Regions from separate parts of the Mus musculus genome. Here regions 2, 3 and 4 are each linked to region 1. The links are chromatin contacts, called in public promoter capture Hi-C maps. All regions are on one chromosome and are shown on one strand. The core of a region is the stretch at or near the end of the contact, and the rest is flanking DNA. Distances in the headings are between cores, read along the strand shown. Region 1 holds the start of Htr3b (5-hydroxytryptamine (serotonin) receptor 3B). Region 2 holds the start of Drd2 (dopamine receptor D2). Region 3 holds the start of Nnmt (nicotinamide N-methyltransferase). Region 4 overlaps Zbtb16 (zinc finger and BTB domain containing 16).

Region 1 (5,466 bases), core at 2,158-4,657:
GGACGAAAGTGGGCGGCTTGTATGGGACATCGGGTTTTTTTTTTTAAGGTTTTTGTGAATTGTTACTGTCAAAACACGCTGTGTGACTCTCTACCTGAGAACATTTCTCACTGTTGTACCCAGGGAGGGGAAGCTGGGAACATCAAACCCAGCCGATCTCCCTACGAAGTTTGCTTTGGGCAGTAGCTTTTTTTAGCCTCTCTTGGGAGCTCCCAATTCAGGTATCAGTTGGAGAAATCCTGAACTGGGCACAATTCAACACAGGAAATGGAGGTGGAATTGAACTCTGATGCTGAAGGATAAAGGTGTGTTCCCTTGTAGCCTCTCCTCATAAGAACCCCAGTCTCTCTCTGCTTTCTTACCTAGGAAATAGTCCATACATCTCCTGAGGATAGAGCCACCATGCTTTCTAGAATGTGTCAAAAGTGTTAGGTAAAAAAGAGAAAGTTCTGGAAGCTAGGACTAGGAACAAAAGAGAAAAACCAAAAGTAAACAGGAGTAAGCTTACATGGCTGTATAGAGGACAGCGTTCTGGCAAATGCTGGCAGGAAATAATAAATCGCACTTCTACTATGAATGCAAATTTGTGTGAGGAGAAAGATCAATTACAGGAGAGAGATTAAGGATTTAAGTGACCATTAATTAGCAGCAAATGATGCCCCCTTTGAAAGCTAATGTGACATTCACACAAGCGCTAAATGACTCAAAGTTCAGGGCCGTTTCCACAGACACTGATGGAAGCTATTGTCGGGCTCGGGAGAGACTCCCAGTCAACCCTGCCTCCTCAGATGTGATAAGCGGCTCCCATTAGTCACGTGGATTGTTTCTGTAGAGTAGAATGTGTTAGGGACTAAGTGACAAAGTATTTGGAGAGGAAGAGATTTGAAAGGACAATAGAATACAAAGGCAGGCATGGTGGCACATGCCTGAAATCTCAGCCCTCCAGAGATTGAGGCAAGGAATCACACATCCAAGGCTAGCCTGGGCTACATACTTAGTTATGGGCCAGCCCAGACTAAACACTGAGTCCCTATTAACAACAACAAAATTCTTACTTTTTCACTAGTTTTTTTTATTTGTTTGTATTGGTTTGTGTGTGTGTGTGTGTGTGTGTGTGTGTGAGAGAGAGAGAGAGAGAGAGAGAGAGAGAGAGAGAGAGAGAGAGAGAGAGAGAGAGAAAAGATGGCATAATTACTACAGATTCAGTGACAGTACAGCTGCCCAGGGCCGGCCGTAGCTTACAAATGAAGAGGCTGGGGCCAAAGCACAGCTGGTCTGCATTCAGAGAACATCCTCCTAGGCATGACACTATGGTGACCTGGCTGTCTACAAATATTAGGACCAGCACTGAGTCAGCCATTGGAAAGAAAACCTATACGCTGTGCACAGCCTGTTACTGAGCAGAAACAAAGAGTGGTCTTTTTGGAGTCTGTGCTTCTGGTTGATAATGCCTTACATTTGTGTTGCATGTTACACTTCTATTATCTGATCTTCGTGAATACTCTGAATGGAGTCAAAGATCTGGGGATGAGGATCGTGGGGTGGAGTAAGTGCCTAACATGCCTGAAGGCCTGAGTTCCACCTTTAGAACCACACAAACAGGGCGAGGTGGTATATACCTATAATCTAGAATCTGAGAGGTGAAAGCAGGAAGATCGGATTTCAACATTCAGCTACCCAGTAAGTTTGAGGCTAGCCTGGACTACATAAGGCCCTGAAAACCTGCCTAAAGAATGAATTGACTTGTGTGGGTCTTGTGGCTAGTGAGCAGTGCAGCTGGAGGTGGACTAGCCTCATCCCTAGCGTACTCTCAGCACAGAGGAACACTTTGTTCTCACAGTTACAGGTCAACTCTACAGTGCTCAGTAAAGTGCCAGATTCTTGGTCACAAATGTCCTCCGTGTCATTCCTGAGGAGGCCCCTGCCATTAGACCCCGTTAAAACATTGTTCTTGCCCCAGTGAGAACCAAAATCCAACCAGAGTACAAAACATCAGAGGGAAAAGCTGGTAAGAAGAATTTCCCCGGTCTTCTTGACTTCATTTTTCTATTTTATCTTAGCTTCATGTTGATGGTTATTTTCTGCAAAGGAATCCATTTGGCATTAATGAAACTTCCTCTCTTTTACTCTTATAATTAAGACAAGCTTTTATCCTTGAAGTTAAATGTCCAGGAATTTTGTGGCTATTTTTCTTCTCTACCAAATGGGGGTGGGGGGAGGGATCATCTCCAGTGTTTTCTTTCTTTGTTTGTAAATGTCCAGCTTTCTAGCTAACAAATTCCTTTGTCTTTTTAACTGATTCATCTTACTTTTGGGTTCATTTTAAACTTTGAGAATTCAGACCCAAGCTCTAGGAGAGCCCTCAAAGAGGTAGGGTATAAGGGTAAGATACACAAAACTAGCGTGCTAGGAACCACCAACAGAAACCGTTTTCTCTGTCTCTTTAAGTACAGTTGGGATGAATGAAAGGATACATTACCAGATTAGAGAATGGGTTTTAAGACAAAGAGTGACACATACCCAGGTGTGGGTATGGACAACCCATAGATCCTTGATTTATCCACATTTAAAAAAAAAATCAACTGCATCCTAACTAAAACAGTCCAAGTCAGTAGAGTTAATACCACCATGGATGTATCGTTCCATACATTAAAACACACATAATATCTAAAGTATTTTAATAGAAATCACGTACTTAAAACTTACAAGCTTTAGCAATATACTGGCCACTTCTGCAGTTTCTGCAAAGCTGGAGTCAAACACTGTGATATCAAAATGATACCCAGCTGAGACAAATCCATGGGACTCTTTCTCTGCTCTGCTAAAGTTTTATAAAGAAGCCAAAGCTATCTGGGATCCTAAGAACACATTATCTATACATATCTGAAAGAGATTGCCCCGAGTTTAATGTAAATCACTGGAGTGAGCTGGATTTCTTCAGAAGAGAAAAATTTCCCGTCAAAGGTAAGTTTTGGAGTGACTTTTCATCTGTGTAAACGGAGGTGGCAATGGGAGTGTCAGAGACACATCGCTGGTCTCTGCAAAGCTCCATAGGACTAGCATTTAACAGATCATGAACCCAAAGGAAGAGATCTGAGGTGTTCCCAGCACAGTGTGGACACCACACTCTGAGAGTCAAGACAGAATCAGTCACAGGACTTACCTACTACAGCCACCAGGAGGCAGGACCACAGAAGAATCATCGCACTTGCCTATTCTGGGGCAGGTACCAGAGAAGAGCGATGGCTGCCGGCTGGTGGGCAGGCAGGCTGGTGGGCAGGCAGGCTGGCGAGCCGGGGGACACTGCTTGACCTTGCACCTCTCAGCACCCCTCCACCCTCTTCTCCTGTTTGCTCATGTGTGGTAACCTTGGTGCTGCTATTTTGTAAACATCCGACTGGACAAGACACATGAACACCACATACAGGTTTGGAAATTAATGCCTTCATGAACCCCACAAGCTTCTCCACTTGGATCTGCCCTAGGATGATGGCCAAGACTCCATCTCCCTTACAGGAGCCAGCTAAGTGAATAATGCAATTTAAGAGGGGGCCCCCGAGGAGAGGAAATTCCAAGCTAATATGATTTCCTTTACAGCCTTTACCTAAGGCAATGTTCTTGCTGGCATTCAGGACCCTAATTTCATTAATAATTGAGATCCAGATAGCTGCCTTAAATCAGATGTAGGGAGGAACATCTTCAGTCTCTGGGAACAGTCACTGGGCTCTTGAGTTAATGGGAGCCTGGTATTGTCTAATGAACATCAACTACAAACAATACAGCAGAAAGAGTGCTTTTGTTTCTGCTAGGCCCCTTTAATGAAGAGAAACATTGATTTTTGATAAATAGGAATGCTTTTTAAATTTTCACTGAGCACAGTACACAAAGTAGCCCAGACAAGATGCTTTTAGGCTTCTTGAAGACAAGAACTATTAATGTTTAACATCATTCGATGAAAGATTTTTTTTAAATGTCCCCTTAAAGATATTTTTATGTCTTGACTTTGTATGTGGGGGTAGACAAATGCTGTGGGGTACATGGAGAGCTCAGAGGACAACTTTTGGGAACTGGTTCTCTCCTTCTACCATGTGGGTCCTGGGGATTCAAATGGTGTCCCAATTTGTGGGAACCAAATCAAACTTGGATTGTCAGGCTTGGTTGAAGCACCCCTTCCCAGTGAGCCATCTTGTTGGCTCCCTGACAAAGGATTCGTTGCTGTTTGATGAATTGAATAATGTTCACTTTTTGTTACGTCACCTCCTCCTCTCTGGCTGTACAGCAGGAGTCCCTCTGCTGTCTGTGTACCTGTGCAGACACCACTTCAACATGCTCAAATAAATTAATTAATTAATTAATTAATTAATTAATGTCCTTCTCAGGCCCAGCATAACTGCTCACAATTATAACCCCAGCACTTGGAAGGAGGAGACGGGACCAGGCGTTCAAGTCCAGCCTTGGTTATCTACCAAGTTCCTGGCCAGACTGAACTACAGGAGATCATGTCTCACTCAACAAAGAAGAAATGAAATAAAGCAAACTAACACCCCTACCCCATTAACAAACAGACAATAGTCTTCGATGTAGTAACTCCACACTAGCTAGTCAAGCTAATTGTCTGTGAAAGAGTTGTGTGGGTAGAGGTAGGAGAGGAGAGCTAGCCTTCTGACTTTGTTGGATTGTGCAGAAAACATTTCAGAAGAAAACGAAGTTACAATTTAATCTGCTGGAGGTCAAATCTATGGGGAGTGTTTCTGTTGGTTTTGATTTTGAGGAACGCCCATAGACAGTGGTACCCTGGGCTTCGAGAGCCTTGCTCACTGAGAATTAATCTGGCCCCTTGCTGTCTGCTCCTGACAGTTCTAAGCGTCTGTTTTGGCTCGTGGAAGAATCTGAACAAGAGGTAGCACAGCTGGGTTGGTAGGGGAGGGATTCAGAAGCCTCCGTTCTTGCAGAAGTTTGAATTGAGTTGGTGATCCACGTGGTATCTTGCCACTCATTCTAGGGCACCATGACTCTAAGGCAGACCCTTCTGGGACATCCCCTCCCTCCTTTTCCTTTGCACTTTCTCGTGTGCCCGTCTGTAACTGCAAGGCTATTGCTAATGATGTGTGGTGCCAATCCATTATGACCTTCATTGGCTGATTTAACAGCAGTCTGGTGCTGCTACCTGCTACAGCTCTTGGCTGCTGCATGCTGCCATGAGTTTGCATGAATATGGTGTCTTCGGGAGAGTTTTCAGTCATATACCGACTCAGCTCTCTTCTTGGTGTAACTCTCTCATATTTACCCAATGGTTTTAGATTCTCATCTCAACCTTTCACTCCCCCTAACTCCCACCCCCAAACCAGTTCTTACTACATAGTTCTGGCTGGCTTGGAACTCACTATGTAGACCAAGCTGGCCTCCAGCTTACAGAGATCTGTTTGCCTCTGCCTCTGCCTTCTGCGTGCTGAGATAAAAGGTGTG
Region 2 (5,466 bases), core at 1,929-4,428, 380 kb after region 1:
GACGTTTTGTAATCCCAGGACTTCAGGGATAGCGGCAGGAGGATTAGCAGTCCAAAGTCTTCATCTACATGAAAACTTCAGGTATTTGAGCCCCCATGAAAAGAAAAAATACTATTTCTGTGAGCACAGACACATAAATAAGTCAACTACTTTGACAACTGCTTTCCACAAGACAAGCAAATAGACTCCATGGGTCTCTTCACTCCAGTTTGTGTGTAGGGGAACAGTTGTATAGTTGAAAATTTTAAAGTGGGTCACACCTGTATTTTTATTGTTTATCATTAGAAGGATGCAAGAAACGTCAACAAATGTCCATTTCGCACTGAGGTGCAAAGCCCCATTAGAATCCTCTGGTAAGGAAATTGGTCTGTCCGGGTGACTTTCACACACAGCTGTTGAAGCTCTCTGGTAACTGCTCTCCCATGTCGGTGAAAAACAGTGCCCTGAAGCTCTGTCCTTCTGGAGGAGCTTTCTTTTCCCTCAGGGTGGTTTGTCTCGCCCACCACCAGTCCCTTCACTAAGTTTTCCCATGGAAGGCTATGGCTATCTCAGAAATTCTAGTAACTAGGAACACTGCGCCTCTCTAAGTGTTTCTGTACCATGACAGACACAGTCAAGCACAGAAGGCTGAGCTCATTGCTTTGCTGCATACCCCTGACCCAAGAAGCAGACCCACCCCAGAAGCCGAATCTGCCAGCACCTTAATCTTGGACTTCACAGAAAGTTCAGTCAATAACATGATTGCAACACTGATAGATAGAAGAGCATTAGCCTAGATTCCTCAGGAATCACACACAGAAGCAAAGTCAACAGCTCAGGCCTGTAATCCCAGCACTGGGGAGGCAGAGACAGGTGGATCACTGGCCAGTCAGGTTAGTCAAATTGATGAGCTTCCGCACAATGAAAGACTCTGCCTTGAAAAATAAGGCGGGGAAAGATTGAGGGAGACCTTTGATGCTGACCTCTGGCATTCATAAGTACACATATGCACAGGCCCACACAAATATGTACGTTATACTTAACCCACACATCAAAGATAGAGGTAAATTAAAGATTTAAGAGACATATATGGTAGAATATCTCAACTCCCAAGCTCTGTAACATACAATTAAGGAGTTAAAAAAACAAAACAAAACGATTGTATCTCTTTTTCCAAGAAGCATATGAGGGTAAAGGGTGTCCCACTCCCACCTGATGTACTTGGGTTGAGTCCAGTTCTGTCTGGTGGTTGGGGAGGCACTGAGTGACCTCCAGAGGGCCCTGGCAGCCAGGAATCTGGGAGCCTGGTGCAGCCATTGCTTAACCACAGATGTTCCCTGCCATCAATCACCCAGAGCATCTGTTTTCTGCACTGCTTGTTTAAAAAAGCAAGGCGTTTGCTAATTGAAAACTAAAAGATCCATCCGTCTCACTCACAGCCAGCATGAAATCACTCAGCCATGCATGATGTGGGTAAAAAAGGCAGCGCAGAGGTGTAGTGTCCATTGAGGTCATTTGGCTGGCTCCTGCTTCTGCCTCCTCAACCAGCAAAGCCAACCTTACCATTTAAGGGCAGCCAGAGAGCTTATTCATATATAGTTCCTTCATCGAGAATTCACCTATTATTCTCGGTGCACCCCAGAGAAATAAGCATTGCTTGGACCAATGTAAAGATATGAACACGGAGACCCAGAGAGATTAAACAATTAAAGTAACATCTACAACTGGCAAGTGATAGAGGCAGGACACCAGATCATGTGAGAATGCATAGAGGTGGTGGGTTGAACAGGACACAAATCCTATCTAAGTGGGTTTTTTTCTTGGGATGAACATATCCAGGGTACATAGGAAAACAGTGGAGATTCAACCCTATCTTAATGTTTGAATGCCTTAAAAGCAAATGTGAAAAGTTCTAATGTTTCTGGTAGTTCTAATACTTCCCTACCATGCCTAAAGGAGACCCACGAATAGACCATATCCAAAGACTAATGAAGAGGGACAGAGGAGGCTACATCATGTTCAGGAAGTTTCCACTCCTTTAAATGCCTCCACAGATGGCCATATCTAAGGAAAACGTGCCATGTATCAGGGCTGTTCCACTGCTCAGTCCTCGTGGGGCTTGGAAGGGCACACCTCTTTGGGCCCCAGTTTCCACCTTTACATCAAACAGTGATTAATTGAATATTAAGGTCTCTGCTTCCAATCCTAATTTTCCAGAATTGTGTGGATCAATGGAAGGAGTTTCTTCTTTGTGGCTAAGTGGCATGGCCGCTTGCTGTATGCAGAACGTCCTCTGTGCTGCTGTCCGAGGAATTCTGTGGTGCCTTCTCCTTGGGGACTTGCGTTGGCCCTTCAATGCCCAGCTCCTGTGAGGTCTCCCTGTTGGTACTCCACAGCACCTGCTTAAGCTACAAGTGTTTGGAAGTCTCTACTCTGGAGTGGCCCCACGCGAACGGGACCCTGTTTTTATTCCTCTGTTACTCCTGAATCTCATATAGAAGCTGGCGGAGGCAGGGCAGAGGGACAGAAAGCACCAGCTGGATCGGAGAGAAAGAGGATGGAAAGGGGAGTAGGTTCCCTGGCTAGGGCCGAAGAAGATCACATTTCTCTTCCTCTCCCTTCTCCTGCTCCTCAGTGCAGAGGGCAGGGTGAGCTGGAACTCCCAGGGCACTCTTTATCATTTCCACTTTATCATTTCCATCTTAGATCTGCTCTGCCCAGGTCTTCCTTTGGGAAAGTTCAACAGCGAAACTAACCGCTGTGATTTTCAGACGTCTGTACACGGACCCTGGATGTCTTTCCGGAATCTATTTCTTCTTTAAAGACTTGATGTACCACTGGTAGTGCTTCAGCTAGCCCTTGGCCCTGATTCCTCAAAGGAGGGGATCGACAGGCTAATGTTGTGAATGCTAGACCAGAATAGGTTTGATGGACAGGGTGTTACTTAATGAGTGTAGGGGGGACACCGGCGAGCAGTCCAGAGCACAGGTTATCCTCTACTCAAAGCCAGAAACGGATGCTGTGTCTCAGCTCTCCTGGGTTCCTTCCCCAGGCCCCGCAGTGCAGAGATAGCACTGGGGCCCTGGGTGGGTGGGGCCTGTCCCAGGGGCGGGGTTCCCGGGCGCCTCGTGGCCAGGGTGACCCCGCCCCCTCCCTCCTGCGCGCGCGGCGCTCTGACTCCACGGAGCTGTCCAGCCTCAGTGCCGGAGCTGGTCGCCTCTCGCGCGCAGCGCCGACTGCCCGCCTCCCCGCCTGGTCCCCGCGCTGCGCTCCCGCCCTCCCGCCCCGCCTCGCCCTGCCCCGCCGCGGCCCGTCCACTGCTCCCCGCGGGCCCGAGCCGGCCGAGCGGCTGCCCGCCGGGGATCTGAACGGCGCGGCGGGGCCGGGAGCCGAGGGACCCGCAGAGGGGACCGGCGGCCCCGGACGGCTGCCGGAGGGGCGGCCGTGCGTGGATGCGGCGGGAGCTGGAAGCCTCGAGCAGCCGGCGCCTTCTCTGGCCCCGGGCGCCCTATGGCTTGAAGGTAAGAACTGGTTGGCTGGAGCCAAAAGCAGTCTGTGGCCTCTGCACCGGTCGAAGCGTCTAGAGATGACCGGCCGGGAACAGAAGTTTGTCCAGCCACTCTAGCGCCGCCTGTCCGGGAGCACCCTTTCCACTGAGTCTCCGTCGGGGAGATTGCGTTCCGGGCGTCGGAAACCTGAAGGATGGCCATCCCCAGTCCTTCTTTCTTAGCGTTCTTCGCGCTTTCCTGTCTGGGCGGGAGTCCTGATCCTGGCTAACAGTCGGTGTAGCTGTGGCTTCAGAGGGTAGGGCATTGTCCTCCTGGTATTCAAGACTAGGACCCCAGGCGCGCACTAGAGTTTCCCACCACCCAAAAGGAAGAAGGGTTGTTTTTGACTTTTCTGTTATTGGTGCAACCGGAGACTTTTGAAAGGGCTAAAGCCAAGGTTGATGGTGAAGCTGCTTCCGGGAGCGGTCTTCCATCCTTAGGCTTTCTGCTGTCCTTGGTGCTGAATCCCGTTCTCTGTCCGCTGCTCTGTCACCCAGTCCGAAAGAAAGCCGGGTATTTTAGACCCATTTTCCCCAGGGAGTGTAGGTGACAGTGGGGGCGGGAGACAGTGATAGAAGGGGACTGTCCATCTCTGGAATGGATCAAGAGCCTCACTAAGTCCATATGCGAAGAAGCTTCTCTAAGCGTCAAACAGAGCACTTCCCTTTTTCCTTTTTTTGCGGCGGGCAGCCTGTGAGGTCTCTCTTGAGGAGCAGAGTTAAGAGAGCCGGTTGCCACCTACACAACAGGCTTTGCCATGGACACAAGGAACAGCATTGCAGCTCCCTGGGGATAGGCCCTTGTTCTCAGCCACAGGGAAACTGCTTCAGCGAGTCATCTTTTTCCTCACTGGGTACCTCACTGGGTTCTTTTCTGGGGCTCCTGAGGTTGGATGAGGTGCAATCCAGTGTGTGCACTCCCTCTCTAGGTCCCTTTGCACACTCAACAATTTATGGATTCTGACTAGGCTGCAAACCTTTGAGGACAATCTTGATTCTCTCTTTGGGAACTAGATGTTCAGCGTTACCCCAAACCCTGCTTCAGATGCAAATACTGTGTTTATGCCTGACCCACCCGGCCGCATTAGAGCTACTTGAGAAAGCATTCTTTTCATCTTTCCTGTGTGCTGTTGTTTGATGAGGGTGGGCAGAAAGCAGCCTACACGAGTGCAACTGATTTAAAGAGAACCAGGAGGCTGATTTACTGGGTCCCTGCCCCCTGGCTTGGACTTTGTGGTTTCATGTTTGCAAATGCACTAAAAATCTGTTTTATTGGGGCTTTGATAACATTTTTGAAGTCAAATGTGGAAGAGGGAAGAGATTTGAGAGGGTTAGCTCCAGAAATAAGTGGAACCTCCCAGCTGTGGTCTTCTTGCTTGTTTGTGCAGCTGGGGACCAGTTCCAGGGTCTTGTATCCACTAAGGAAGTGCTCTACTATTGAGCTAAAAAATCGAGTGTTTCTCAGCTTTGGTCTCCTAAAGAACGCCCTGAGTTCCATCAACCTTCCTTGCTTGGGACATGAAGATTCTGATCTGCTGTAGAGGTCCTAGGCAGTATTTCCCTAAGGGATTGCAAAGAACCCTCTGCACCTGAATCATCCGAGAAGCTGGATAAAAATTCATATTTCTGCCTCTTTTCCAAATAAAATGCTGAATTAGAATCTAAATTTGAGGCCCATAATGCTATGTTTCACTGGGTGATTCATTCATACATACATACACACACACACACATGCTTTAGGGAAAATACCTCTCATGAAAACTAGGATTTCTAAGAGAATCTGTGCACATTTTTAATGGATACAAATTAAAGTCTCTCATTTAATTATCAAGCTGTCTCCTAAAGTTATTCAAGTTAAATTCTTCAACTATGGAGCTGGGAATGGGAGAACCATTCACCTGATTCAGTCCCTTTCTTGGGTCCAAAAGTGCAACCCAATT
Region 3 (5,466 bases), core at 1,579-4,078, 360 kb before region 1:
CCTTTAAACATTAACCAAGAAGCACTAGCTTTTCAGAACCTTCATCTGAGTATCTGTGCCCCAATAGAGAATTATTTGATTCAGAAATCAAGAAGTCAATCCTATTGCAATAGCTATTAAAAATAAATAAAATGTAATATTTAATATTATTTTATTAATGTATTTATTAATAAATATAATATATAAATTCAAAATGAATTTTGCTAAAACAAGCCAATGATCTTTACACTGAAAACATCAATGGAGAAGAATAGTGCAGACACCATCAAAATGGAAAGATCTGTTCGCTGATCTGAAGAATCAAGATCATGAATATGTCCATACTACCCAAAGCAATTAGTGTAGCCAATGCCATTCCTCTTAAAATACTAATGACAGGACTAGAAAACAATTCTAGAATTTTTAGGCAACCGTACACACAAAGCCCAAATAGCACCAAGAAAATATCAGAAATCACACACTACTTAGCTTCAACAACAGCAGCAGCAGCAGCAACAACAACAACAAAAAAACTATATCATCAAACCAGCAAAGTCTTTCCACAAAACATCACCAGCCAGAGAACACAGAATAATGGAACAGAATAGACAGTATAGGACTAAGCCATGAATCTGCAGCCAGCTGGTTTTCAATAAAGATGCTAAGAGGACACACTGGAGAAAGGACAACCTCTGTGACAAGCACTTTACCCACTGACCGTCTCCCAGATCCTAAAGATTCTAACTTTATAGATGGTAAGTAATGAATTCTTTCCCCATAATTGCTTCAGGTTATTTCTGTTGGCTAAAAAAATACATCTGCCAGTGTTTTGCTGTTTCCGGTGGTGTGGGCATTAGGCATTAGCCACCACCTTTGTGTTGGATGACTGGTAACCAAATAGTACTCTGGTGGTACATCTGACAACCCAGCTATTCTCCTGAGCCCTCATCTTCTATCCCGAGTTCCCTTTGGTCTTTGAGTTTCTTTTGCATTTTTCATCTGGATCTTAGTGGTAGTTTGGGCTGATAGAAACATGCAGGTCCCTTCAGAAAGTTGAAGAGCAGATACTCATTCCTCTACCTGTTGCCTTCAAGATCACACACATAGGTGACCACTGGGGACCAGTCAAAGGCTCCTGGTTCCTTCTTCAGCCATTTCTGCAGCTCCCAGAGGTTCTGGTCTGTGTAGTCAGAGACAATGATCTCCGTGAAGGACTCACAGGCAGAGAGAAGCTGATAGATGGTGGGGCCAGAGCCAATGTCAATCAGGAGTTCTCCTTTTACAGCACCTAGGACAGAAGAGGGGCAGGGAATCAGGCATCAAAAGGGAACAGGCAGAGCTGAAGTTATAGTGTCTTTACTGGGATTGTGCCATTTTTGTTGTGGTGGTGGTGGTGTTGTCGTTGTTGTTGTGTAACAACTGATTTTAAGGCCTGGAGTGATGGTCCAGAGATGAGGGCCAGCATTCAGGTCCCAGAACCTGTGTAACAAGTCAGGCATCTCACAAATACCTATGCTCCCATCTCTGAGAGGAGCAGAGAGGAGAGGCTCTCTGAGGCTTTCTGGCTTCCAGTCTAGTCAACACACAAGCCCCAGGTTTAGGAGGGGACGCTGCCCCACAAGAATAGGTGGAGAGAGTGATGGAAGCATACATCTGGTGCCCTCTTCTGGCCCCATGCATGTACCTGCATAGACCATGTACACATATGCTTAGATGTATATATATTAAAATTTAAAACACTGAGATTAATTAATAATCAAATCACCCAGTTCTTAATATTGGGGGGTCCTTTACTTCATGAGTAAACAAACATTCCTTTCAAATAAGAGTAGAATTAAACTTTCCTTTCTTACTTCTTTCCTTCCTTCCTTCCTTCCTTCCTTCCTTCCTTCCTTCCTTCCTTCCTTCCTTCCTCCCTCCCTCCCTCCCTCCCTCCCTCCCTCCCTCTCTCTCTCTCTCTCTCTCTCTCTCTCTCTCTCTCTCTTTCTTTCTTTCTTTTTTTGGACAAGATCTCATTCTTTAGACCAGGCTAGCCTGAAAAATCACTCTGTAGTCCAGGCTGTCCTCATGGAGATGATGAGCCAAATTCCATCATGTCTCAGCTCCGTGTACCAGCCCAATGCTCTCCTGGCCCCTCCTCCAGAAGCAGGGAGTCACCCTGTGAAGTTAGCTTTTGGAGTCTTAGAGCTGCCAATCTTCCTTTCTTGAGTCCTGTGACCCCCCCCCACACACACACCCAACTCTCTTAGAATCTCTAAACTGTGAGATGAGGTGAAATGGCTCCTTCAAGTCACCTAGAAAAGTCACTGTAGCTACAAGGACAGCACTCAGGCCCACTGGCCTCCATTTTCACAACCATACAAAAGACAATGGACATAAAATAACTTTGTAAACTGTAAAATAGCTAAGCCAACATTAACTTTTATTTTCATTGAACAAATAAGTGATTCCAAGAGACTGTCTAATAGTGGACACAAGTCCAGTCGTCCCCCAAGACACAATGTTACTCATATTTAGACAGACAAACTTACCCAGGCAGAATATCTTAAAAAGATTTTTCAGCAGATGTCTGAGGATCTCGTTTTCTGCACAGTGTCTGGACCCAAAGCTGTAATATTTTTCCAAGTAATCCCGAGGATTAAAATGACTTAGATAAGTGTCCTTGGAGGTGAAGCCAGATTCCATCGTGTCTCAGCTCCGTGCACCAGCCTGATGCTCTCCTGTCCCCTCCTCCAGAAGCAGGGAGTCACCCTGTGAAGTTGGCTTTTGGAGTCTTAGAGCTGCCAATCTTCCTCCAGCTCGGCCCATCCCTTAGAGACAGATGTTTGCTAAATACTGACAGTGAAATAGACTGCAGACGTTCAGGCTATTCCAGGAAGTGATGAAATTCCTGGAGAAGGGAGCTTAGGAGAAGAGGGGAGTGGCAGGGGGAGGACCATGAACTCCATGCAGCCCTCTGACCAGTGGTGCAGGTCAGAGGCAAACCTGCAGAAGCCCTGAGTCCAGAGAGACGGGTCATCTCCAAACAATCCAGTAGTCTGCTTGTTCTTGCAAGGATTCTCCCTGGAGGGTCAGGGAAGAGTCCCACCGAATGGTTTCAGTTTGAACAAACAAAAAAAAAGAAAAGGGAATGTGGGGTAAGGAAACGAGCTCATGGCTAAGGAATGTTGGCTAGAGAAAAATAATCTCGGATGGAGTCTGGAAAGATTAATTTTTAAAACATGGACATTGTCTTCCTAGATACAGTATGGTGGCTACCCTCTTGAGCACACTGCAGTCATGGTTACTTGCACAAGGCCAAGCTCACATGCCAACATGCCAGCACCACTAGGACTCAATGAGTTCTAAAGCTGTGAGGGGTCGTGAATGTAGAAGGAGGGAGGATGTGTGATAGTGTAAGAGATAGCCGGGGATGGGTATACTCGTGATGCACAGTGAGAATGTACGAAACTGCCAAAGTATAATCAAAAGGTTCTATAAAAAAAAAAGTCTGAACATCAGATTAATCAATCAAAAACATGGTTAAGGGCTGAAAACATAACTCAGTTGGTAGAATGCTTGCCCGCCATGCGTTTGGCCCGAGGCTTGCTCACCAGCACTGCACAAATCTGCCATGGTGCTGCCTGCATGTAGTTCCAGCACTTAGCACTAGGAGTCAGAACTTCAGGCTCAGCCTTGGCTCCATACATAGCAAGTTCAAGGCCCACCCAATGCAGCTGTGCCTTGCTCCCACCTCTGCCCCTGCTCTGCACTCCCCCAAGTTTCCTGCCACTGCCACTGCCACTGAATTCAAACCCTGACAGTTCTTTCAAAGTAAGCTCCAAGAAACCTCAATTTCCTTACAGAGTTCCTCCCGTTTCCATTCCTGGGCTCACAACTGCCAATTAGAATTCACCCTGCCCAGCCAAACCCTTCATTCTTGTGCCAGCATATATTTGTTCCTGGATTTGCCTGTCAGTTATTTTTCTCACAGCTATTATGGAGGTGATGCGCTGACCAGTAGACGAGGGGCTGTGCCTTGAGTCTGTTTTCCCTGCTCTACGCCCTGAGTTGCTTCACAGAGTTGTTGCTCAAAATAGTGTTTGATTAACCAGCCGGAGATGTTGCACCAAATGCGAAAGCAGTAAGTTCCTGGCATCCCACGGGTCATGATTAAGCAAGAGCTCTTTGGTTACAAGGCATAAAAACTCACCCAGAGAATCTCCACTAAGGTTGGGAATGGAAGGTGCCCACAGTTACATAGTTAGACCCCGTCTCAAAAAAATAATTTTTTGGTTGATATTATAATTAAAACAAATTACAGGAAATCTAATGGGTTGATAAAACAAAAGTGAATAAGGACAACAACAAAAGCCAGGTAGCTTAGTTATTTTCCCTTGTTTCTATGACCTTTTGCCTGTCTTTGTGGGGCTAGATGCCTCTATTCTCTGCACATCAGCTTCTCTTCCTCATCTACTGAATGCATCTGCATTCTGCCCTTTGCAAAGGGTCAAGGGCCATGTTCCCTACATCCATCGTCAGGAATGAGAGTAGGATTCTAGCATCTCATTTACTCACGAAGGAAGGAATGCCTCCTGATTTGTCTGATGCACAGATATTTAAATGATAATAAGATTCTACATCTAGTTTTAGGCCAATGCATTATAAAAAATTAGGTTTATAAGTTCCTTAGTAAAGGTATAACACCTACAAATTTCAAATAATGCTATACGTAATAAATAAATTAACCTGAAGATTACATTCAGTCCTGGAGAGGTGACTCAGGTCAGCTTGCCTACAAATCCAACAATCTGAGAACAACCCCCAAAGCCCAGGATGGACAGAGAGAACCAATTCCCTCAATACATCCTCTGACCTCTTTGGAATGAACACACGCACACGCATGCACACAAGAAAAGGAAGGAAGAAAAGATTAAACTATATTCACACACAATTCTTCAGCAACTACGCTTATAAGCTTAGGAAAAATCCAAATACCGTGGTGATTTGCAAAAAGGAAATATTACAAACTAAAAATTACTCTGGGAAAAATTCTAAATTAAGCCAGGTAGTGGTGGCGCATGCCTTTAATCCCAGCACTTGGGAGGCAGAGGCAGGCGGATTTCTGAGTTAGAGGCCAGCCTGGTCTACAAAATGAGTTCCAGGACAGCCAGGGATACACAGAGAAACCCTGTCTCGAAAAGAAAAAAGAAAACCACTAAAATTTCTGTGGTGCTTAATACGTCCCAAGAACTGCCTGCAGCATCTACACATGTTACTCACCCTGACAGCAGTTGTGTGAGTTAGGACTGTCACCTCCATGTCAGCATGTGAGGAGACTGAGGCACAGGCATGCTTCAGCGACTCGGCCACCGCCCTGTTTTAGATCTGTCCGAATTCAAAAGCCTGTTTCCATGACAACTACACGACAAGCAAAGCAGTTTATGCCTGTGACTCACAACAGTCTAACAATTAAAATTCAATGAGTACTAGCCACCACATTTGCAC
Region 4 (5,466 bases), core at 1,871-4,370, 270 kb before region 1:
GATCGTTCATAAAATTAGATTCACCTCTTATTTTTATAGCACTCATTAAGGGTCATAAAAGACTATTCTTTTTAGCATTCGGGGTCTGAATTATCATTTCAATCAACTGGCTACCATTTAACATCAGAGATCCAGAAATCCTTATATAAAAAGAGGCAACTCCCAGCTAGGAGCATGAACGACCAGATGATGCAGTCAATGTGTACGCTCTGTGCCCACAGTGGCTCTGCTGTCCTCGCTGACTTCTGCATTTGTCCCTCCGCTCCTGCCTTCTGTCATTCCAGGAAAAGGGAAGGTTGTTGTAATCAGAAAAATATGTATTTTTCATTGTTTTAGTGTTTTGTTTTTATTGTTTATTCTCTCTCTCTCTCTCTCTCTCTCTCTGTGTGTGTGTGTGTGTGTGTGTGTGTGTGTGTGTGTGTGTGTGTGTGTGTGTGTGTGTGCACGCGCGCGTGTGTAGCTGTGCAGGTTCCATGCATCTAAAGAACAACTTACAGGAGTCAGTCTGTCTGTCTGCCACATGGGCCTTAGGCTTGGTGGTGAATCCTTTACCTGCTGAGACATTTCCCTAGCCTACTTTTATTTTTTGTAATAAAAAAAATAATACGTTTTTGGTAAGTCCAAAGGCTTTGACTCCTTTAGTAAGATTTAGCCTCAGTTTCCCTTGAAGATATCAAGACCCATAGGGATCCTGAAAGAGCCCCTAGGATGCAGTGAACATACACTTGAGAGGAAGAAAGCCATCAATAGTACTGTCATGAAACAGTGAGGTCAGGCCCCAAATTCAATCTTTCTTAGTCATTTAATTAGCATTTATTTAATGTTATCAACTCTGAGATGATCCAGAGATGGGGCACAAATAAGACATTTCTCTTGGGCTCAGTGAGTGATGGTTCTTGTCGTGAAGTCTGGAGAGCTGCATTCGATCCCTAGAACCTACATGCTGAAAAAGAAAGTTAGCTAGGGCACACTGTCTTCTGACCTTCTCATGTGCACATGTGTGTACACACACACACACACACACACACAGAGAGAGAGAGAGAGAGAGAGAGAGAGAGAGAGAGAGAGAGAGAGAGAGAATGAGAATACAGAGGAGTATAATGGGAAAGTTACTAGAAAGGAAGCTGCTGTCCTCCTACTATGAGAGCCTAGAGAGAAGCCTGAATCCCTAATCTTCCTCCAGATTCCTCTCCATACACCACCCAGGATGGCGTCTGATTACACCGTGACCTTTTGCCAGTCTCTGGCTGATTTATGTATGTCTCTGTATAATGTCTCCCAGTAATGGATGTCAGTATAGTGAGGAAAAACACACCTAAACCGAGCCCTGGCGGCAGAAGGCTCTGGGTTCCGGTCTTGTTTGTGTCACTCACTATGAATCAGATCCACACCCTTGTTCTAACCCTTGCTGCTGCTGTGTGGCCAGGAGGAAGTTGCCTGACTCCTCTGTGCCTCATCTCTGAGAAAAATGCAACGACAGTAACTGTCTTACGGGGATGCTAAGCAGCTTCAGGGAAGAGGGAAATGTTTGTTACCGAATAGCTTAAAGCAAATTTCAGAATTAACCGTGCTGGTCATTAGCCATAACGTCAGGGAAGTCTACTTGTGCTCGGTCTGAGTTTTTGTCTTTTAGACACAACAATGTTCACCTTGCGCAGCTGATCTGAGACTAAGAAAGTAACCCAAACCAAGCATTCCCAGAGCATGGGGCACCGGGCACTGGGTGACCCTGGTGAGGATGCTGCCACGATGGTCCTTCCCTGAGCAGGAGCCAGAACCTCAGCTTCCACCCAGTGTGTCCCATCAACCCAAATTAGCATTCACTAATTTAACTTGAATGGGAATGAAGGAAATAGAAAAGAATTGGGATTTCTAAAGCTATTCTGTAGACAACGACTCTTTGTTGTGGAGGATGGTGCGTGGGTGGGACAGGGAGACAAACCCCTGTGCTATGGGGACATGGGGCTTTACAGCAAACACATAGCCAACTCTGTGCACATAATCCCCTGCCCAGCCTTGCAGGGTGATCCAGGAAACTGAGCGTGGCAGACAGAACGTCCCAGGAGGGAGTCATGCTTCCCCACCCTGGGTGTCCCACAGACGGGAGCCTGGGTGGGTCTCTGAAGCTGACACCCCCTTCACAGACCGCAAGACCACTGTGGGGCAGCACTCCATACTAGTGTTCTGGCTTGCCCCAGCTCCAGAAGATCCTCTATGGGGATAGGGACAAATAGTGTCCATTCCTGAACTTCAGCAGACGGAAGGTCGTCAGTGAGCAGGCAGATTTCTCTGCTGATCATGGGCTGGGGCGGGGACTTGTTCCTCCTACAAAGGTGGGAAACCAAGCCCTGCTCTCTCCAAGTATTTTAGAAAGAGGAGATCCTCTGAGCCCCAGCACACACTGTCGTCCCAGAGGCAGTAGCTTCCCTAGAGAGATGCCCCCTCTACCACAACGGACAAGAGGGTGGTTTCCAGGATTGAGATACCTGAACGGCAAAACACTGGCACTGATGTAGTAGTTTTCTCCAGGTGTCCCAAGCTCTGAGTGCTGAAAAAGCCCTGGGAAAGGGGATCATGAGGGGACCCCAGGGCCAGGCTGCCACCTCTAGGGGACTATGCTCACATATCCAACTCGGAGCCTCCATCCAAAGCTTGGAGCCTCCATCCTAAACAAGAAAAAGCTGTACAGACAACAAACACCAACGTAACCCTGCTTAGCAATAACCCAGTCTCTCTCTCCTTCCTAAGTCAGGACCACACTACCACAGGGCAAGCAAAAGTGGCCTCGGAGGACTCAGGAGATACAAAACCTTTTACTTCGTTTCTTTACTTTTTTTTTTTTTTTTTTTTTGGTCACAATAGTATCTGTTAAGGTAAGTTAAACCTTCTAAGATGAATTTTCCTGCTACTTTTAATTAAATGTTCTTTAGAATTAAAAGAGCACTATTGAGAAAGGTTGAAAACATTTTTTCATTGACACTGCCCCGGGTCCCCCCTCCCCCTTTTCCCAAGGAAAAGAAAAAGCTGTTTTGTGCCCAGTGCACCCTGGCCCACACTGTACAAAAGAGGGCGGGATGGCGGCAAGACACACGAGATGACCCTGTGACCCCAGACCGCTGACAAGTCCTCAATGGCATAAATACCAGATAATCAATCACATGCCAGGAGGGCGAGTCCCCCTGCCCTCACCCTGGCTTTCGGGTTTATGAGACATGCACTGTAAATAGATACTAGCTTCTTGAGAGAGGCCCCCTCAGCATTCCAGGGCTGGCCTTAATCCTGAGCCAGGGCCGGCCAGACCCTTGACCGGCTTGCTTTACAGCTTTCATCGAGAGCTTATAAAGAAAGTGCCTTTCCCTCCCGATCCTGCCAGGCAAGTTGGACTTCCTGGAATGAAAGAAAGTCAAACTTTAAACTCCATCCAGGAAGGCTAGGCGGGGTGTCTGTAAACAGCCAGAAAAAAAAAGGTGCAGGGAGAAAGCAGAGTCAGGAAACAAGAAGTCCAGGCAGAAAACCCCAGTGTGGCCTGGATTATCCCAGGAGGACAGGATGGGGACCAAGGAGGTGATGAGGAAGCTGTGGCTAGGATGCTGATGACAAGGACAATACTGACCATGACAGATAATACTCACTAACCCCTGACAACTGTCCCATGGTCATCTAACCTCAGACGTAGCTCAAGGGGATGCTTATTGTCATTGTGTTGTCCCAGATAGAAAGACAGTCTAGAGTTGAGTTAGCCCAGGCTATGAAGACACTCAATAACAAAGAGAATGAGAATCAGTTAGGTCTAGCTGCATCTCCACCTCCAAAGGGACTGGACTCCAGGACGGACAGAGGGATGGACGGAGAAAGACACTGGATGCCACCCTTAAGATCAACTCAAGATCTGAGGCTCAAGTGACAGTTGAGCATATAGTTAAAAACTGGGAAAATACGGTTCTAAAATCCAATGGAACATCTGAAGCCAGAAAGAGCCCACACATGAGTACAGATCCCGGCTCTATCCTTCAGTCCATATTAGACTATCTCCACAGCCCGGGCTTTAGAATATCTCCAAGGCAACCATGGCCTCCGAAACCTTTGCTCAGACTCTGAAGTTTACCGAGCTCCTAGTGAAGCCCCTGCAAACAGGGAAGTGGGGGCAGAGAGGGGAAGACGGACTCTCTCAGTAACTAATTTTGATAATGCCTTTGTCTCGGGGTCAGGGGTTAAATATGGCCACACTAATCCACTTCTTTCAGAATGAGAGCACAAGGGAGAGATATTTCTGTAGTTAACAAACCATTCTGTTTTTCTTTCCTGGAGAAACCCAGTCTGCTGAATGGGGCTACCTAGTGGCCAGAGACACACACTTGAGTTTATTCGGGCTAACTGGTTTCCCGGCTAGCCAACCAAGGCGAAAAGCATACACAGTGGTGCTTGAAGTTTTAAAGGACTCTCTTTCCCACCCCACCTGTTCTCCTAAAAATGCTTTTGAAATGGCCTAGACAGAACAGGAGGAACAAAAAGCTTGGAACTCCCATCCTGCCCATGAGAATAATACAAACTACTAGCCAGAGCTGTATGGGGAACCATCAGTAACCCACACGTGCATCTGTTGAGCGCTCTGAAGCTTGTCAAGCACTCCCTGACAGAAACCTCTATGTGCACTGCACAGTAGGCCCATGAGGCAAGTAGCTTATTCCACACACTTCTGCCAAAGAGCAAACTAACCCTCTGACAGGGCAAATGACATCTGAAGTCTTACTCCTCCTCACAAGCAGCAGCAACAGGGCTAGGAAGCTCTTTGTTCCCGTGACTACAGAGGACAGGCACAGAGAGATTCTTCATGAAGAAATGCAGGGCTCCTCACATAAGTGAGACTCTCAAAAGAAGCGCTCCTCCTGAGCCACTTCCTGGTAGCATCACATACTACTGGGATCCACGTGGCTGTACAGGGGGGAGGGGGACTCACACTTCTGCACTAGTAGTAGACTACCGGAGGAGGGTCCCTCAGACAACTAAGATGTTTGGGGGACCCAAAATTGGGAGGGTCTTCCCTTCTTCTTTTCCTCTCTCATAGAGACTTAATTTCCCTCTTGCTCAGCTTCTCTTGCCTTCCTGGCTGTGAAAAAGTCACCAGGGCAAGGCAGAGAGAGAGAGAGAGAGAGAAAGAGAGAGAGAGAGCGAGCTCGTGAGCACTGAGATAGGGAGGGAAGGAGAGAGGGAGGCCTGTGCTTTGCAAGAAATGATTGTCCGTGTGTCAACAACCTGCTGCTTCCCAGAGCCTCGGGGTCAGAGGCCAGAAGGGAGCACAATGGCTTTTCGGAGCTGAAGGGTCTGGGGAGAGGGGCCTCTAGGGATCTCCGGAATGTGGGAGGTTGAATCCAGGCACCAGGGTCTCCTGCCTTACCCTTTCATACCCTTCCTCCCTCCACAAATCCCAGACGCTCCTAACCTCAAAAACCAAGGAAGGGGATTAGT

Evidence for each region. Promoter capture Hi-C pulls out the DNA fragments that hold promoters and counts their contacts. Capture Hi-C pulls out chosen DNA fragments and counts their contacts.
Region 2: a promoter capture Hi-C map of pancreatic islet shows a contact between it and region 1. The contact joins the promoter of Drd2 here to the promoter of Htr3b in region 1. A contact is called at or near these places in 1 of 39 promoter capture datasets (stem cell-derived epiblast-like cells) and 1 of 9 other capture datasets (pancreatic islet).
Region 3: a promoter capture Hi-C map of liver shows a contact between it and region 1, with 3 times the contacts expected there. The contact joins the promoter of Nnmt here to the promoter of Htr3b in region 1. A contact is called at or near these places in 4 of 39 promoter capture datasets (the 3T3-L1 cell line, the HPC-7 cell line and embryonic stem cells), 4 of 115 datasets of contacts at active chromatin or transcription factors (embryonic stem cells and fibro-adipogenic progenitors) and 3 of 9 other capture datasets (adipose tissue, liver and macrophages).
Region 4: a promoter capture Hi-C map of embryonic stem cells shows a contact between it and region 1, with 3 times the contacts expected there. The contact joins the enhancer-like site here to the promoter of Htr3b in region 1. A contact is called at or near these places in 6 of 39 promoter capture datasets (the 3T3-L1 cell line, the C10 cell line, embryonic stem cells and 2 more), 5 of 115 datasets of contacts at active chromatin or transcription factors (bone marrow-derived macrophages, differentiating embryonic stem cells, embryonic basal ganglia and 1 more) and 1 of 9 other capture datasets (adipose tissue).

Annotation. Positions count from the first base shown.
Region 1 is chr9:48,961,583-48,967,048 of GRCm38.p6, forward strand. It overlaps Htr3b (5-hydroxytryptamine (serotonin) receptor 3B), which reads right to left and starts at 3,408. Exons shown (of 9, transcript NM_020274.4): 1 at 3,164-3,408. The coding sequence starts at 3,203.
Region 2 is chr9:49,337,225-49,342,690 of GRCm38.p6, forward strand. It overlaps Drd2 (dopamine receptor D2), which reads left to right and starts at 3,179. Exons shown (of 8, transcript NM_010077.3): 1 at 3,179-3,500.
Region 3 is chr9:48,602,295-48,607,760 of GRCm38.p6, forward strand. Nnmt (nicotinamide N-methyltransferase) reads right to left here and starts at 2,829. Exons shown (of 3, transcript NM_010924.3): 1 at 2,511-2,829; 2 at 1,060-1,267. The coding sequence starts at 2,664.
Region 4 is chr9:48,691,626-48,697,091 of GRCm38.p6, forward strand. The region is part of intron 4 of Zbtb16 (zinc finger and BTB domain containing 16); the gene reads right to left. Among named protein-coding and RNA genes, the nearest start is that of Gm32280, 24 kb to the left of the region's middle. Within about 2 kb of position 3,121, at least 29 of the 459 cell types and tissues checked have an H3K27ac peak or open chromatin away from gene starts, as enhancers often do.